Regions from separate parts of the Ovis aries genome. Here region 1 is linked to region 2. The links are chromatin contacts, called in public Hi-C maps. All regions are on one chromosome and are shown on one strand. Each heading gives the region's core, a stretch centred on a gene start, on an enhancer-like site or on the middle of the called end of the contact. The rest is flanking DNA. Distances are from core to core; before and after follow the strand shown.

What was found. A called contact is a pair of places that touch in the nucleus more often than the background predicts.
Region 1: a contact with region 2 is called in a Hi-C map of liver, with 4 times the contacts expected there. The contact joins two enhancer-like sites. A contact is called at or near these places in 3 of 16 Hi-C or Micro-C datasets (liver and tail adipose tissue).

Annotation. Positions count from the first base shown.
Region 1 is chr20:40,410,503-40,413,687 of ARS-UI_Ramb_v3.0, reverse strand. It overlaps LOC132658311 (a long non-coding RNA gene), which reads right to left. Exons shown (of 3, transcript XR_009597745.1): 3 at 472-733. It also overlaps a transcript of DTNBP1 not described here. Among named protein-coding and RNA genes, the nearest start is that of DTNBP1, 170 kb to the left of the region's middle. Within about 2 kb of position 1,602, at least 5 of the 54 cell types and tissues checked have an H3K27ac peak or open chromatin away from gene starts, as enhancers often do. A contact at or near this core is called in liver, where this site is marked.
Region 2 is chr20:40,146,274-40,149,461 of ARS-UI_Ramb_v3.0, reverse strand. No RefSeq gene overlaps it. Among named protein-coding and RNA genes, the nearest start is that of MYLIP, 50 kb to the left of the region's middle. Within about 2 kb of position 1,886, at least 7 of the 54 cell types and tissues checked have an H3K27ac peak or open chromatin away from gene starts, as enhancers often do. A contact at or near this core is called in liver, where this site is marked.

The DNA.
Region 1 (3,185 bases), core at 353-2,852, 260 kb before region 2:
TGGGTCTATAAAGTAATGGCACAGAGATGTGATCATTATTTGTGTAATCAACTTTAGGTAAATAATTTCAAATTACTAAATTATATGTGTGTATATATCTATAGCTATATATCTTGCATATGTGACTACCCAAATAATTTCTGACTCTTCATAAAGCCTTACAACATGAAGCAGGTATGATCTGAATGAATAAAAGTGTTATTAAAATTTGGCTTTACCAGAGCTTATTTACAAGGAATGGTTGAGAATTTTAAAAGAACTTCATTATCCAACCATTAACAGTTACCAACAGGATGTAGATTGTGTGTGTGTGTGAGAGAGAGAGATCTTTAAAAATGACTTTTGCAGTGACATTCTGTTGAATGACCCAGTGACCTGACTGATAACAGGACTCAGTGGGGACATCGCAGTTTTTCCTAAGTGAATTACGGTTAGAAGATAATCACGTTTGGAAGACTTATCTGTTTTCAAATTTTATTAAGCCCGGTGGGGTCTCCCAGAATTACTTCTCTGGAATCATCAGTGAATAAGAATAAATGGTAATTTATTCTGCATATTTCCCTCCTGAATCAAGAGGGCGACATGTAGGTAAGGGTGCTATGAAACCTCTGAGCGTGCGGGGGGCCGGTGGAGACCCAGCTGGAGAAGTCAGGAGACTTGAGAGCAAGGCTGGCGGGGCAAGTTCAGATTGTCCCAGTTCTACATAGCAGGCCACCTTCGTGCCTGAAAATACCTGTGGGAGGAAGTGAGAAGCAGGAATTGTCATTTCCATTTAATCGATAAGGAAAAACTCAGAAAGGTCAAAGGATTTATATGCCCAGGGCCACACAACTGATGTGTAACAGAGCTGGGATTGAAAACCCAGTCTTCTAACTACAAATGTTGGATTCTTTCTACTTCATTACACTGACTCATATCTACCGAGTTCTCTCTCAAGTTCTAATTAAAAAAAAAACATCCATGAAATAAATGCAAGGGAGTTAACAGTGGATGGGTGGTGTACTTCATTTTCTAAGGATAAATGTCTTCCTTTGTTGCTAAATAATAGTAATAGACTCTAAATATTACCATGAAAATGTTTAATAAAAATGCCTGAAGAGTTCTTTATAAATTGGGGCTAAATGAAATAGATTAAATCTTAAAAAGGAGGGCATTTGATCAGGCCTCATAGCTAAATAAGGTTTGGAAGTATTTTAAGGACTTGTTAAGTAAATAAGAGAGACTTTGTCTAGTAAGTCTAAGTGCTATGTCAAAATGTAACCAAAATTGTTCCTGGAAAATAAAATTTCCATGTCACGTACATGTGATGTACTTTGTTTGGGCTCTCATGGGATGGAGCAGGAATGGTGAAATAGAAAAGCATTTTAAAATTCTTTTTAGTTTCTTTCTTGCAAAGAAACAAAAGCTGGCAGCTTTAAGAGTGGTGCCAGGGAACAAAGTCCTGGGAACAAAGGAAACTGCTGATTTGGATTGTAACTGGAAATGATTCATCACTTTCCTAGCTAGTGATTTTTCGGCAACCTGGTTGAAAGTGTATGGTCATACTGGGTGAGCAGAACACTCAAAGCCCTGTTCCTAATAACACTGCCAACCAATAACCACACAGAACAAAGTACGTTACTTAGTGTTTCCTATGCATCAGACTGTTCCAATCACTTTACACAGAGGAACCCATTTAAGACTCCAGACCAACCCCAGAGGGGAGTTAATAGTATTTTCCCCATTCTATACAGGTTGAATCTTAGAACTGGCCTGTGATTTCATTTTCTGATATAAACTGACCTGTGACTTTATAGCTGATTCAATTTTTAAAATTTCATAGTCTTAACAACTAGTCTCCAAGGATGTGGCAAAAAGATGTGTTTTCTACTTTAAAAGCTAATTTTAAAATATAAACGAATTTGATGAATTTCCTACCAGGGAGTAGAAGAACGATTATTGAATCTTAGGAAGGTGGTAAATTCTTTTCTAGAGGTCATTTCTTTAAAAAAGCCGAGATTTGGGGAGAGGGTAGGAAAAATCACGGGACTGAATCACCATCTCGTCTACGTTCCTTTAAAGACGTGCTGTTCTTTGATTCATAATGTTTTGCTCAGGATTAAAATCTAGAGTGAAAGGTGCTTCCATTTTGGTGGAGTAAGTCTACTCTGAGCTCTTTCCTTGATAACCTCATGTAGGATGAGGGTTTGAGAATTGAGGCTGGTTGGGAGAAGAGTTTGGTAAAAGAGATCTGGATGCAGTCTTGAATGAGGGCAACCTGGGAATCTAATAATCACAGTCTGAAATAGCAAGGTCAGAGCAGACAGGCAGAGAGGTTGGGATGCTCCCACAAGCCAGTGAACTGCCATGAAGTCAGGCAAACCAAGTCAACTGGTTCAAACTGACAAAGAAGTAGGGTGGAGAAATTCTTTGAAGCAACATAAGGGAAGGTATGAAATACTATCAGCATTCCTGTAACTTCACTTGAGGACAAGCAAGGATTAGTTATGGGGACTCAGGTGGCCCAACATATATAGACACAAACACACAGAAACAAAGGTGTCTCGAGTGAGTTCCTTGTAATAACCATGCTCAACTTACATAATCTATTACTGCTTTTCATTTTGGGAATCACCATATTCATCCTAAAATAGAACAGTTGCATAATTTTTTTAAAAGTTGAAATGACTTAACTTGTTTTGACATGGCTTCTGAGAATTTCAACATACCTTCCTATATATCTTGAGACAGACACCTTATAAGTTGTCTTAAAGCAATGGTTTTCTATCTGTGTTCTGGTCATGGTAAACCCCAAACTTTGTGAAGAATGTCTCTATTAGAAACAGTATAATACTCTGTGTGAAGTGAGTTGAAGGATTAAACATAATACCTTCTTTCACCACCTCTAACACCCTCTGAGGTCCCTGGGGTACCTCCTAAGGGAAATAAGTTTGAAAATTATTTCCTTGAAGAAAAAAGAAAAAACCTATTTGTTGATAGCCTCTGGAAAAGAGTCTGAAAAGTCATCTGTTACCTTGCCCTTAAAAATTATAGAAAATTGTCTTACATTTCATATGCCCAAAGGTATAATACATGCATAATTACGGATGAACTGTCTTTGCATAAATTTTAAACTATTAAAGCAATTAATGATTAATGACTAGATTAGGGATGATGCTTAGTCTCTCTTCTGGAATCTCAAACCC
Region 2 (3,188 bases), core at 637-3,136:
ACAGACTGATTATCATCAGTTCAGTTCTCTAAAACTCCAGGGAATGATTTTTTTCTTCCTTCTAAAGCAGAGTCTGGCTGGAAGAGGAGCTTTTCTAGAGCACTAGGCATAGCCTTTAGTTACACTCACTGCAAAGCAGGCTTAACTACATCCTCTCCAAGGAGCCCCACCTGGGGCTTCTGTGCCCCGCCCCCCCACCCCAGGGGACTGTACTCTTCCTCCCCACCTTCCTCAATACCCGTTGTCTCTTCCCTCCCTCCCCACTGGGCTGCACTTGGGATGAAAGATTCTTGGTTAGTTGAAGGAAAATAGTAGCTGGTCAAGGAATCAGCCCTCATGGTGTTTCTTCTAAAAGAGAGAGCATCTCTTGAATTAGAATAGGGGAGACAAAAGAAATGGGTTTCTACTAAGATTTGCTAGTTCAGGGCAGTTGATTCAGTGAGGGGTATGATCCCCACTCTAGCCTGCCCTGTTGTGCTGGGGATTCCAAGACCTTTGTGATCAAAGCCCTGACTACTTTTGTACTGCGTCAACACCTCTCACAGTACAACGGTGAATGCTGTATGTGATCTGGAATCTTAAAAACCTGAAATCAAATTCTACCTCTGCTATGTATGAGCTTTCCTACTCTGGGCACCTTTACCTCTCAAAAGTTGAATTCATACCTCATGCCTACTTTTTGGAATCTTCAAAAGTTATACATGAGCTGGAAAGAAAAAATACTCTAGTTGACATATTGCCATAAAAACAACTTAAAATAGATGTTTAAAGCTTTCAGCTAATTTTCCTAGGCAAATGAATCTTTCATATAACAAATGGCAGTATCAAAATCTTATGGCTTGAATTGGCATAGCTATACCTGGTTTTCTTCGGGGGCGGGTTGGGGGGGGGGGGAGGAGTTAACTCTCCAAAGGACCATCTTTGAGAAGAAGCCAGTCCAAACCTGAGGATATGTAAAGTTGCACCCTTCAAGCAAATAGAGAAGGGAACTAACCCAAGTTTATTTCCATGAAAGTAGAAATATGTTGGAATCGAGTTTACTGTAATGGTTGCAATTACCATTTAGTTTATGTCATCTCATTAGAGCTGTAGATTGGTTGTATAAAACATACATATGGAACCTATAACATCCTCTAATTCCTCATCAGCAAAAGGAAATAAAAACAAAATTGAATGCCTCTTAAGCACTCGATTCTTCATACAACAGTATGGAATTAGATTGTGGTGAGAATGCTATTTTTCAGCCAAGGAATCCTGTGTCCAAGAGCAACTTGCCTGAGGTCAGTAGGTTAGTAGGCAGCCTAACCAGGAGTCCAACTCCAGCGTGCCAGTTCCAAAGTCCATGCTCGTTTTGTTGCAGTGACACAAATGAGCAATATACCAGAAAATTGTTAGTAGGCATTTAGTAAATGTAAATGTGCAGTAAAAACACATTCTGCTGAGAATCAGGGGGAATAAAGGTGATACTGAAACCACGAGAGAGCAGTCCACTTCCTCCAAGTCCTGTCAATTAGCTTTTTAAGACCCTGTAGAGCGGAGAAGGCAATGGTACCCCACTCCAGTACTCTTGCCTGGAAAATCCCATGGACGGAGGAGCCTGGTAGGCTGCAGTCCATGGGGTCACTAAGAGTCAGGCATGACTGAGCGACTTTACTTTCACTTTTCACTTTCATGCATTGGAGAAGGAAATGGCAACCCACTCCAGTGTTCTTGCCTGGAGAATCCCAGGGACGGGGGAGCCTGGTGAGCGGCCATCTGTGGGGTCGCACAGAGTCGGACACGACTGAAGCGACTTAGCAGCAGCCGCAGCAGTAGAGCAATATGAGGACAGCCATTCAATCTGGTCATAAGAACTGGTTGGAACCTTTACCACCACCTAGAGGTCATTGGGCTGAACTGCATAAACACAGGGAAAATGTTATTGAAGTGACTGTAAAGTCCCGTGCATATTACGGTTTTTTCATTACCATGTTGAACTGACATAGTATTAGATCCCTGGGAAAAACAAATGATCCTCAGAAAAGAGAGAGTTTCCAGCCTCCTGAACATAAAGTAGGTCATGGAGTGGGGAAGACCATCTGGAGAAAGAGGTTGTTTCAAGAATATTCCTGCCTTAGTTTAAGCTGCCACTTCCTGTACCAGCAACTACATTTTGAAGAACGTATGTTCCTCACGTGCTACAGAGAGGCAGCCATTAATACCATCCTCTTGCTTCCTGGGAAGGATGATGTAAGGGGCAAAGAGAAAGGAATATGTGAGAATCCAACCTTTCACATTCTTGAAGCTGGACTCCTGGTTCATTCTTGGTGTATTTAAGCAAGATCAGAAGAAGCAAATTTAATATGCAGTCTATGATTTTATTTCCTCGAAAAAATAATCATTTTTATTTTAATATTTGTGGAACAGATCAAAAATCTCCCATCTGAGACACTTGAGGGAAAGAAAAGGAAAAGGAATAAGGAAGGGTCTCATACTACTTGAAAAGAAATACGTCTTCTGCGATTCAGACTTTGCCTCTCAGTGAGGGTCTCAGTTCATCTTGTATCTACACAGCCAGTGTCCTGATGGCTCTGAAACCACCTTACATCTACTCTGGGTTTGGGCTGACTTCTTCTCTATGGCACACCAGTGGAAAGTTTGGTTGTGAGTCATTGCATACCAAGACCCTTCACACAACCAGACAGACCTTCTGGTAGAGGTTCTGGAATTAACTTCTCCTAGACTCACACCTATACATTTTATAATTAAATTGTCAAAAGCTAAAGCCAGGGAAAGACTTTTAAAAGTAGCAAGAAAAAAGCGACTTATTCATATACATGGGAATCCTCATAAGACTATCAGCAGATTTTTCATCAGCAACTTTACAGGCCAGAAGGGAGTGGTATGATATATTCAAAATCCTGAAAGAAAGAAAAAAAAAAAAACTTGCCAATCAGGAATACATTATCAGACAAGGTTTTGCTTCATGACTGAAGGAGAGATAAAGAATTTTCTAGACAAACAAAAGCTGAAGACAAGTTCATCACCCTTCGACTAGCCTTCAAGAAATTGTTAAAGGGAGTTCTTCAAGCTGAAACGAAGACACTATTTAGTAGCAGGAAAACAAAACAAAGATATAACTCATCTGTAAAGGTAAATATATAAAGTCCTGATTATACTAACATCATAATGGTGGTGAATAGATCATT